Linked DNA regions of Drosophila melanogaster: all the other regions are linked to region 1. A link is a contact called in public Hi-C data. All regions are on one chromosome and are shown on one strand. The core of a region is the stretch at or near the end of the contact, and the rest is flanking DNA. Distances in the headings are between cores, read along the strand shown. Region 1 holds the start of Dhc64C (Dynein heavy chain 64C). Region 2 holds the start of CG15014. Region 3 holds the start of CG11357.

The links. Hi-C and Micro-C count contacts between places; a contact is called where the count stands out from the background.
Region 2: a contact with region 1 is called in a Hi-C map of the Kc167 cell line, with 2.3 times the contacts expected there. A contact is called at or near these places in 15 of 107 Hi-C or Micro-C datasets (the D17-c3 cell line, the Kc167 cell line, the OSC cell line and 5 more) and 1 of 7 datasets of targeted methods (the Kc167 cell line).
Region 3: a Hi-C map of the Kc167 cell line shows a contact between it and region 1, with 2.0 times the contacts expected there. A contact is called at or near these places in 2 of 107 Hi-C or Micro-C datasets (the Kc167 cell line and the S2 cell line) and 1 of 7 datasets of targeted methods (the Kc167 cell line).

The regions. Positions count from the first base shown.
Region 1 is chr3L:4,823,793-4,827,764 of dm6, forward strand. Dhc64C (Dynein heavy chain 64C) reads right to left here and starts at 1,895. Exons shown (of 15, transcript NM_001274503.1): 1 at 1,536-1,895; 2 at 1-369. The coding sequence starts at 1,779. It overlaps LeuRS-m (Leucyl-tRNA synthetase, mitochondrial), which reads left to right and starts at 2,061. Exons shown (of 4, transcript NM_139675.3): 1 at 2,061-2,250; 2 at 2,303-3,972. The coding sequence starts at 2,161.
Region 2 is chr3L:4,320,015-4,323,986 of dm6, forward strand. It overlaps CG15014, which reads right to left and starts at 2,245. Exons shown (of 1, transcript NM_139635.2): 1 at 1,091-2,245. The coding sequence starts at 2,183. The coding sequence ends at 1,209. PMP34 (Peroxisomal Membrane Protein 34) reads left to right here. Exons shown (of 3, transcript NM_168081.3): 3 at 124-1,095. The coding sequence ends at 935. It overlaps Cip4 (Cdc42-interacting protein 4), which reads right to left. Exons shown (of 11, transcript NM_001274484.1): 11 at 2,477-3,972.
Region 3 is chr3L:4,539,856-4,543,827 of dm6, forward strand. CG11357 reads left to right here and starts at 2,196. Exons shown (of 4, transcript NM_001259697.2): 1 at 2,196-2,249; 2 at 2,788-3,052. CG32243 reads right to left here and starts at 1,389. Exons shown (of 6, transcript NM_168094.3): 1 at 1,210-1,389; 2 at 1,068-1,156; 3 at 858-992; 4 at 440-798; 5 at 230-375; 6 at 1-176. The coding sequence starts at 1,313.

The DNA of each region.
Region 1 (3,972 bases), core at 645-3,144:
TCTCCGGTATGTCGATGTTTTGCTGCAGATGCAGCAGTCCCATCTCCAGCTCGGCCAGCTTCTTCTCCACGGAGGGAGCCATTTTGTCACCATCGCGATCAGCACGACCCGACTCCTTGACGTACGACTTGAAGTAAGGCGCCAGGGACTTGCTGATGAAAGCGTGCAGCGTCTCGTAGGGAGATCCGTCCGAGAAGTTGATCAGCCGCAGCTGCGAATGGATCGACTTGTCCGCCTCCACGACCAGGCCGCGCTTGATGCAGGCCAAAGATGCCATCCGACTGTTGGTGAAGTGAACATCGTTGCTGATTTGGTAGGTTACCTGCTCCTTCTCGTCCTCGCCCTCCGCCGGCTGCTCAGAATCGTCCTCTGAAAATGAATAAGTTGGTTAACAATCGAATTTCATAATGGGCCCACCCAGTTAATACATTAAACGTATAATAAATATGGTAATAAAAAATGGTTTTTTTTATTAGCCAATTGAAATAAATCCGTTGACTTATTCGTCCATTATTGAACTTTCAAAGGAAAACTAATTCCCGTTGATTACGTTTATCATGTCTGGCTCCACATTTACCCCTCACCCACTTTCAGTGGCATTCTACTGCCCACCTGGCATTGGACTCAATGGCACGGCATTGGCATGATTTCATTATCAAGGTGTTGACCTACGGAAATTAAGCGTCCAAGGAAAAACCTTCGAAATTCGTGCGCTCAAGGCTGGACCTTGGCGATGTCATTGCTCCCGCGCTGTTGGCCCCGTTGCCAATGTCAATGTGCCGATGGCATTGCCTTCGGCCAATGTCAATGTCGCTCCCAAAGCTATTGAAGCGGCGGAAGGTGTGCGCAGCCTCCAAGGTCGTTTCCGTAAACAAACTGGTTGCTTGGCAGGTACCAGCTGTTTCCCGGCGAATTGCTTGTAAACAAGCAAAGCCGGCAAGCGGCAAAACAGCTGTTAGCACTTATCGCCCTGCCGCGACTTTCGACTCATAGTTATCGAAGTGAATCATATGTGCTGACGTCATGCGCAGAAACCCGTTTTTATACCCTCTAATGCAGTACACTGATTTTACAATGCAGTTGGTATTTACTAACATGAATTATTGCTATCCTTCTGATTTTACGATTAATTCTGAATGCACTTTTTAGCAATATCGTAATATAAAAAATAATCCTATTTTTGTAATTGAATTTAAATTTTAAAAACTGTATGAATTTGTGATGCTTGAAAATTTTTCATACAAGTTGCTAGTGACATGGTAAGGTATTCCAGCTTCGACTTCCAAGCCAAAAAATATTTCTTATTGGAATTCAAACATCTGCCAAATTGATTTTTAAAAAACTGGTTGCGTATTCAGCTAGCAAACCCATAAATGACTCAATGTAACCATATGGAACTAATATTTTGAACTTATAACAAAAAGATTGCCTGAAAAGCTTGCCAACTTTCTTATCTTCGCCAAAAAGACGCCATTTTGTGCAGGTACCATTTTTTCACCCTAGATTTGCCAACGGGACAGGAATTCTTATTTTACCTTTAATGCAATTGCGTTGGACGTAAAGCGCCTGCACCTGGGGATCCGAGAGGAACTTCCGGATGGTGTCCTGGTTGACGGGATCGTCCAGAGCATCGTTCAGCGATGCGGGAACCACATCGTCCTCCGGCAGCAAAATGGTCACCGCCTTCCGAAGATAATTGGCAAATGCATCATAGTTCGCAATGGACAGGTTCACGATTGGATCCACCGATGTATCGGGGTTCTCCAAGGAGTCACCCATGTCCCACAAAGGTTTTCGGTATTAAATACTCCTCAAAAGGTGTACAATTTAATTTTTCACAATGCCTCGCCCTGTGAAAAATTACGTGAGTTTTTTTTTTCGCAAAATGTAAACGGCCCTGCCACTCAGTTGAAAATCGAAAGCAAAAAAGCCAGTGCTACCATAGTTGCGGCAGATATCAGAATACAGAACTGGGCGAAATGTTACCAGTCAGTCAGGAATGCTTCCCGCCAAAATTTCTTAGAGCAATTCCCATCCACGTGAGCGATGTGGCAACTCGATGCAGAGAAACAGCTGTTCGATTGTAGAGTGCAGTGGGTTCTTCCTATTTTGTTATTCAATAATTGTGAAATGTGCAATTCAATCAATTAAACCGGTATAATGCAAGCACTGAGAAGAACACGACCTTGGGGAGCTGTCTACTGGAATAGCTGGCGGCGCCTGCTAACCCAAAGCTGCACCCGGAATGATGTGGGTGCATAATATATCCGAGAAACGCAATAAGACCTTTGTTAAATTCCAGAATCCAGAGCTAACCAGTGATGTCAAGCACCGGATTGAGGCTCATTGGCGGGAGCAGCTCAGTGGAGGACAGTTCAATCCCAAGGACTCGCAGGACAAGTACTACGTGCTCTCCATGTTCCCGTATCCCTCCGGCAATCTTCACATGGGCCATGTGCGCGTCTATACCATAGCCGATTCGGTGGCTCGTTTCCAGCGAATGTGCGGCAAGAATGTGTTTCAGCCAATGGGTTGGGATTCCTTTGGGCTGCCCGCCGAGAACGCCGCCAATCAGCGTGGGGTGGAGCCCGCGTCCTGGACGGAGCAGAACATTGCCCAGATGAAGGAACAACTCAAGCGACTTGGTTGCTCCTTTGACTGGAACCATGAATTGTCCACCTGCAGTCCAAAATACTACAAGTGGACGCAGCATCTGTTCCTAATGCTCCATCGCCATGGATTGGCCTACCAGAACGAGGCTCTTGTTAACTGGGATCCCGTTGATAAGACCGTGCTCGCAGATGAGCAGGTGGACGCCAACGGCTGTTCCTGGCGGTCGGGCGCCAAGGTGGAAAAGAAGCTTTTGAGGCAGTGGTTTATCCGAACGAGTGCTTATGCCAAACAATTGCTAGACGGTTTGGAGGATCCCACGCTTCGCGACTGGAGGGATATTATTAACCTGCAGCGACACTGGATTGGAGAGTGTGATGGATACGCTTTCAACCTGCTCACCTCCGCCTCCGGACTTTTACGAGTGTGGACTACCCATCCGGAGCATTTAAAAGATCCCCATGCCTTTCTCGTGCTCCGCAGCAATCATCACTTGTCAAAGCTAAAGGGTGCGGACAGCCTAAGCGCAGCGAACCCGTTTGCGGGCACCACAATGCCTGTGGTCTTTAGCGACGAAGTGACATTTCCGCCAAAGAGCGATGTTTACCTGGCAGCCCCCAGCTTCCGTGGCGAAGACAAGGATTTGTGGGATTCATATGGACTGGCTTTTACTTCAAATGGCAAGGATGAGGAATCCCTAAGTCCAGCCAACTGGGAAATGTTAAGGAAAGAGGTGCTCCAGGCAGCCACACGCCTTAATGTTGGCGGCTATCGTGTATCCTCAAAGCTGAAGGATTGGTTGATATCACGACAGCGCTATTGGGGCACTCCCATTCCTATTGTACACTGTCAAAAGTGCGGAGCAGTGCCAGTGCCGGAGGAGCAGCTGCCAGTGTCTCTGCCTCCGAAGGATTCCCCGAAGGAAGCGTTTCTCTGTGATTGCCCAAAATGCGGTGAGAAGGATGCACGAAGGGAGACGGATACAATGGATACATTTGTGGACAGCTCTTGGTACTACTTGCGTTACTTGGACGCCCAAAATTCCGAACGCATTTTCGATACAGCGCTGACCAAGAAGTTTATGCCTGTGGATCTGTACATAGGAGGCAAGGAACATGCCGTGCTCCATCTTTACTACGCCCGCTTTATAAACCACTTCCTGCACAGTTGCGGGCTTTCGCCCACTAGCGAACCCTTTTCCCGGCTGCTAGTCCAGGGCATGGTGATGGGTCGCTCCTTCCGGGTGAAGGGCAGTGGACGTTATGTGCCCGAAACAGAAGTGGAGATTGTGAACGCCAAAAAGAACCAGGCGGTGCTAAAGGAAACCAAAGAGCCCGTGGTCATGACCTGGGAAAAGATGTC
Region 2 (3,972 bases), core at 995-3,494, 500 kb before region 1:
TCACTGACTCGTAGTATGCGTGACAAGTTCAATTAGCGCGAAAACCAAACACACCTGAAATAATCTTGGCTTCAGAATCCCCAGCTTAAAACTTATAGTGTTTTTTCCAATAAATATTTACAGTGGAAGAAGCCGGCGATGTGCGGAGTACAAGGCAAGTGATCAAGGAGATCGTGCTGGGCGAGGGATTCCAGTCCCTGTACCGAGGTCTTGGTCCTGTACTGCAGAGCCTTTGCATTTCGAACTTTGTCTACTTCTACACATTCCATGCCCTCAAGGCGGTGGCATCGGGAGGCTCGCCATCCCAGCACAGCGCTCTCAAGGATCTGCTCCTGGGCAGCATTGCCGGCATCATCAATGTGCTCACCACCACACCCTTTTGGGTGGTCAACACGCGACTGCGCATGCGCAACGTGGCCGGAACCTCGGACGAGGTGAACAAGCACTACAAGAACCTGCTGGAGGGTCTCAAGTACGTGGCCGAAAAGGAGGGCATCGCCGGTCTGTGGTCTGGCACCATACCCTCCCTGATGCTGGTCTCTAATCCCGCGCTGCAGTTCATGATGTATGAGATGCTTAAGCGCAACATTATGCGCTTCACCGGCGGTGAAATGGGCAGTCTGAGTTTCTTCTTTATTGGTGCCATTGCCAAGGCCTTCGCCACGGTGCTGACCTATCCGCTGCAGTTGGTCCAAACCAAGCAGCGTCATCGCAGCAAGGAGTCGGACTCGAAGCCGTCCACATCGGCGGGTTCTACGCCCCGCACCGAGAGCACACTGGAGCTGATGATCAGCATACTGCAGCACCAGGGCATTCGTGGACTGTTCCGCGGTCTGGAGGCCAAGATCCTGCAAACCGTGCTCACGGCGGCCCTGATGTTCATGGCCTACGAAAAGATAGCCGGCACCGTTGGCATGCTGCTTAAGCGCAACTGAAAAGAGGCTCTAGTCAACAAGTAGTTTTACTCAATTAATCCTAACGTAAGCTATAACACAAACATACACATTCTGACATAGGATATGGCCAGCACACAGACTCTCCAAAGTTTAGTCGCTAAGCGTCAATGGATAAATGAAAAGAATAAATAGTTAACAGAAGTAAATAATAACTGGATGCTTTATTTATATTCGTCTGCACAGCAGATGGTCCATCTATACCTAGGTGTGGTCATTGCTATATATCTTTAATTGGGCGGTTTTGATTTTCATTTATTTGTCATTCTCAGTAGAGTCCTTATTCTCATCGTCATTAGACTTGGACTCTTCTGAAGATTCAGCTTGCTCCTTATCGTTGCCATTGGCGACCTCTGAAGTCTCCGACTTGGAATCTCCTTCGCCGGAAGATTTTTTATCGCTAGGATTGGCCAGCTCGGCCAGGTTGAACTTTTTGCACTCCAGATAGTTGTCGATCACGCTAAGCAGACACCAGCCCCTCAAGACCTCCACGATGATGGATTTCTTGGCCTCCTTTAGGTCCACCTTGTTACCCACGTTCTTGGAGTTGACCAGCTCGGCCAGTTGGGTTATGATTTGGTCGCGCTTGATCTGCTGATTATAGCGATGATTGAAGATGATGCCATAGCTGGTGGGCTCCTTGAGGAAGTGCTTGTCGAAGAGCTCGCCGGCGGCAGTGATGATGTCCGGCATGTTGGCGCGGCAGACGACTTCGATGGGCACCAGGCGCAGGACAAATCGGGACATGGACTTGCCGGTGGTCGCTATGTCGTTGATGATGTGTTTACCCAGGGCGACCGGATCCTCCAGTTGGGTGCGGATGAACACGCAGTTGGTGGTGTTGGTGTCTACATTCTGGAATCGCATCTTGCGCTGCGAAAGCATCTCGCGGCATTTGGCGGCAGCTGCTTCCAAGTCGTCATCGTCATCACTGGTGCCTCCCGCCGCTGGCTTCGGATCATCCTCTCCCGCATCACCACCCGCTCCTTCCTCTGGCTGCTTCTTTTCCGGTTCATTCTCTGGCTTTTCCGAACCGTAAAGTATGTCAGCATAGTGGTTCAACAAATTGTAGCATTCGCGAACACATGCCTTCTCGTTGATGTTGCACGTGGCGAAGAATCCACGTTGCCCAGGTTGGAGCGTCTGCCTCTTGGCGTGGAAATACTTCTTCTTGTTGTTGTTAAACTTCACGTTTTTACCCATTTTCGATTTTTTTGAGGCGGGCTCCATGAAATAAAACTTATTTTGCTTCGCCGGCTGTTTAAATTAGTGATACCGTAAATACGCCAGTAATGCCGTGCTTTGAAGCTACTAAAATCCGTAGAGCAGAATTAAGAAGATATGGTCACTTTAAAACTAAAAGTATTGAAAGAAAATTCATCTTCAAAAATTTTAATTTTGAAATTGCTTAATCGGTATTAAAATACAATTTCATATTTCCATTTATCAATGCCCTTTTAAATTAAAAAAATTTCTATAATTATTCCCAACCAGTTTAATAAAACATCCATTTGCAAAAGGATCAAATGCTGATCAGCTTTATGTTTTAATTGTAGTTACTTTTATTAAGCCGACGATTCTCACATACTTTTGCCGTAGTCTGTCACTTAAATTCAATTACTCTCATTCCATTTGATGTCGTAAACATTATAGCGTAATACGTATGTGCCTGTTTTCGGTTCGAATTTAAAATTAGATAAATTTAAGAATTTTGGAATTATTTATTTTCTGCGTTCGCACTAAGATTAGTTCATCGTCATTCGTTTACATCGTGTAATTAAACGTAAGAAAAACAGAATTCATCAGTTTCAGTTGTTTGCACACTTAAATGCTAAAGCATGGTAGCATATCTATGCGAAATGAAAGTACAAAATGCAGATACTGAAGGCTGCTGAATATCTAACTAAAGACCTATCTCGCTCCGCCTGGACTTTATCCGCAGACTTCCGTTTCATGTTTTTGATTGTGGTTTACCAATATACAGCGGTATATCATATTAAAGTATAAATAAATGTATTGCAAAGTGGCGTCATTGCCGCCCGGCTTTGCATTGACTTAAGCCTTAATGTTGTGAACTTAATGGTATAGGGATTCCTAAAACATAACTAATCGATGCACTATCTCGGCATGAATGCGCTTCTCGCGTCCCATTAAACATAGTGTGTGAAAATGTACAAGGCCAAGAGCAATACAAAATTATCATCAAATTAAGATTACGAATTATGCATAGAGTGGTTTAAAGTAAAATGTACAATTGTTGCTATTTATATAAAACAAGCTAGCGCGTTCTTCTGCTTCCGCAATTGCATATGCCGCATGTCATGCAGGATTGCCATAACTTTTGCCCACATTTCCTGGAGTCTCGGGTGTGTGTGTATATATGGGATGGGATCGATGTCCGCTCGCTTGATCTTTGCATATTTACCAAAGTTTTAGTGCTTAAATTTGAGGAAATCGCACTCTGCCGCCTTTCCAAATTGGTCTGAGGGAAAGGTGACGGGTGCTCCTAAGGCCAAAGCCGAGAACCGTGCAAAAGTAAGTATTATCAACACATTGCCAAATGGATTGCACGTGAGAACGTGTTCACAAGATTACTTTTAATGTCCAACGGCTGTAGTTTAAGTTTCAGTTTAAGTTTTCCTTTTCATGCTCTCACGTATTCAAGTGTCATATAAATCTTTTTCCATATATGTATATAAATAGGTGTTATCATGATTGTTGTGGTGAAGAGGGAAACGTTGCGGTGCTTACAATTAGGTGAGGTCTGCTCGTAGGTGCATATGACTATAGTATTTATAGTATGATATAGCTTGCACTACCATAAGATCAATGACGTTTAAAATCAAAGTAAATATACAAAGCATACGAAGGGTAAATGAATCGAACTTAGCTTAAGTCAAATGTACAGTGTTGTGTGAAAGTTAGGCGTGTTGTGTCTGTTATGTTATGTTTTGTGTGTTATGGCTGTCCGACAGAACGCAAAGTTATGACAAAAGTACACAAATCAATCGATCATACG
Region 3 (3,972 bases), core at 946-3,445, 280 kb before region 1:
GAGTATTTTCTGGTTTTTCAGCCTCCACAACCTTTTTTGATTTCTTGATCTTGCTATCAATGGGCTGAAATATTTTATCCAGCTTCGGTATTGAGGGCACTCCATTGCAACAACGAATGAGATTCACATTTCCCTCAATTTTAAATGATTCCCTAGCAATCTTATCCCACGCCGATCTAGAAATATTTTTATTTAGATTTGCGAGCAATATGAATCCTTTGATACCTACCGTTGCTGATTAACAAAAATGCTGGGATCATTATTATTATTATTCATCAGCGATTCAAGGCGTGAATTGTACAGATTATTCGTAAATAATACTAAGGAATCGGATAGACCAGCCACATCACCAGATTGTGTAGAACTATGAGGATTCTACATGAAAGACAAACAATTTAAACAAATTCGAATGTATGTTAATGAAATATGAAGTTTATACCAAAATCGACGAAAGCATCTTTTCACTGGCGCAGAAGTCGAAAACCTCTTCAGGATAAACCAGAAATGGAACTGAATGTATGATGATTTTTCTAAGTTTATTAGTCACACTGGATGCTTTTTTCAACGATTCGGGTGTTATTGGTATATCTTTCTTATTTGGGTGCCATATCTGAGTGGTAGTATACGTTTTTAGCTCAACGCGACCATCGGTTTGCTTGTAAACTCCAAGATACGGGGTGACCATTAGACCTGCGGCAAACCCCGTATGGGTCACAAATCGGTTCCAGGAATCAGACATTGAGTACTGTGACACATATGACATGCAACAGTCAATGTTGCTGGAATGTCCAGTTTCATCTTGTACAAATAAAAAAATATAATACATTTCTCGATTTACTTATAACTATCGAGCTTACCCACGCATCGTCGGCATCGAAACACCGGATACAGGCGCCAGGATCTACTTTCTTCGGCCAGCTTGGGATCATATACATTATTGACAACCATCACAAAAAATAAAGACGTGAGTGACTGCCCTTTGGAGTATTTTCCTGATATGAGAAAGTAGATAACATAATGACGCTTATTTGGAATATATTATTAATTTTACTATAACTATAACTCACTATAACTCCAGATCGCATGAAACATGTTAGAATCGAAATTCAGCAGAGACAGCTTTGCCTTCAATATGTTTTCTTGACCCGACGATATTCTGCAAACCTTGAGCTTTATAATTTGCAATTTTTTCGGATGAATCCTACTTACAGATCCCAGGTTATATCGTTGCCATGGCCCAGGATGTCGGCAAACTTTTGCTGCACTTCTCTGACTGTGGGAACTAAGTTTCCGTCCCCTTTTGGAGCACTCATTTTTGCAAACTTTTATTCCTGCTTATTTCTAGAACTTCTTCTGTTGCACGTAGAAGATGGAAGTTGCAACAAAAGGCGGCTATCGATAGTCAGTGCTGACGAACTGTCACTATCTAAGTAATATGATGTATTTACCAGTCATATTAGGGATATTTGTAATTTAAATAAACATTAAATAAAACACTTATCAAAATGTATATCTCTTAATGTTTATGATCACCCCAATATTGTTTACATTCGACTGTTTGTAAATAATTAGGTTTCATAAAAGGCATTATTACTCAACGAATTAAATATTATTCTAATTTTTGTTATTAAGTAATTAAGTAATTACAAAATTTAGTTGGCTGATAACGATATTAGTGCAATTTAAAAAGTTAAAATCTTAATGTTAAGTTAAAATAGGTTTCCTATCGGTTGAATCAATTATCATTGCGTTTCTTCGTAATTTACAACTTACGAATGGCGACTGAGCCGATGCACTTTAATCGATAGCAATTTTGGCAGATGGATCTTGAAAATCTAGGCAAGCTAGATGAGAAAGCGATAGAAATGGTCACCCCAAATTTTAAACGCGTGTCGATGCTTGAGTTCCATCCCTATCTCCCGCTTTCAGTTAACATTCCAGTGGTGTATATAAAATCTTATGCCTGGGGTTTTTGAAATTTATACTTAAATAATATATATTAATACTGAACATGTTAATATTTTTAAATGTGTTTTGATACAAATATTGTTAAAAACTAGATTTCTTTAACTCTGAATATTCAAAAAGTTTTATGAAGCCAACTCCCCTTAACAGCCCTTCTTTACAACTAACAACAACGCCTCTGTTAAATATAACAGTGAATTTCGCCGCTTTAACAGCAACTGAGAGCGGCTAACAGTGCGAGAGAAATTCGAACGGGGCAGCAACAAAAAAGAAGAAAAAGACTGGTAATAACGCTACGCTTCTCAGTTACTCAGTTCCGAACGGGCAAAAAACAATTTAGCGCCCTCTGAAACGCTCTGTGTTTTATTTTCCACTTAAAATATTAAAAAAGTGCATAAAAATTGCACACGTCGCTGATAACTCGCTCGGTATACTTATTCTCTAAAATACTGTCTTTCAAATCAGTTGGAAAATATGACATGATAATAAGTGAACAATAGCCGCGCCGAGAATTTTTCGACGAGTGACGGCGGTTATTCCGTTTTTTATTCAGTTTTTCTTAAAAAACCCAAGCGCATAAACAATTAAAGTCGGACAACACCATCGTTAAATGAATTAAAAGTGAATAAAAGCGCTGTCAACGCCTTTTTGGGCAGCGAAAAAAGGAAAGAGAAATCCAGGCCCAGCATCCTTCAGCCTGCTTCTTCTTCTTCCTCTTCATCTCCTTTTGCATTTCTTTTCGCCGCGTCTGTATAGGTGTTCGTGTTGGTGTGGTTGTGTGCAAGCTTGAAAATTGTGTTAAGTTAAGTAAATTTATTCCAGCTGCCAACAACAAATTGATGCCAAAAATCTATACAAATTAAGTGCTGCGTGCGCGTGTGTGTTGAATTAGCACTCCCAATTGGTGTCTCTTTCGCTCTAACTCTGTTTTTGAACTGTTACCCAAAGCGATGGGTGTGTGTAAGTGTGCGTGAGTGCTTCACATGGAAATTAATTAAAAACGCACATTTGTTGCCATTTCCCTCGCTCTCCCGCAAGGATTCGACTGACTGGCTAATGAGGAAGCAGCCAGGCGAACAACCAGCAGGTGACTATTAATACATAAAAAAAAGCATAAAATGTATGAAATTAATTATGCGAGTGCTTGGATACTATCTCTCCAGATTTCGAGGGGTTTTGTCTTTTACTTTTGCTTATCAGCATCCATTGAACAGTATCCTATTGTTGTCATTGTTGCTGCGGGGAGGGACACTTGCTCTCTCGCTCACTCTCTTTCATGTGTGGGTAGCGTTTTTTTTTTTTGTTTTTTATATACGCATCTATCTCTTCTTTCGCTCTTTTCTTCGCCTTTAAGAGGCGTTGTTGTTGTGTGCTCTTCTTTTGTGCTTTTTTCCAACATGAATTTTCTTCGCTTTTTGTTAGCACGTCGCTGTCGCTGAGGACTGACCTTGAACAAGTTCAGGCACAGTGGCACGCATGCCTGTTTGTTGTCCTCCGTTTTGGCTCGTCTGCTCCTTTTCGCCTTTTTCAACTCGTTGTCCTTGGCCTGTCCCACTGTGCCGCCTCGCTCCGTCTCCCTCTTCCTATCTTTCTGTGCGCCTCGCTCCCGTCTGAATGTTTGCCCAAGACTGCGAGAGTGTTTACCTCATCACTTAGGTACAGTGGAAATCTCACTAGTTCCGATACACCGCTTATCAATAAAAAATAACCCATTTCTATATCAATTTTTCCTGATATCAATCAAGTCATATGTATTCAACTTATTACATATTCAATAGATTTGTTATCTGAAGAAGAAGTCGCTAAGAAGACCGTGTTCGAGTCCCACTAAGATAGCACCATATCTCTAAGGGCGATATTTTGGATCTAAATCGATTTTTGTGTGATTTTCGCTAATAGACATTTAACACGTGTACTTTAAATTAATGTTTAATTTATTGAGCACTATGGCTTATAAGGAATTACAATCATTCCGTTCAGTTTAAAGTTCATTGTTTGCATTGGCGC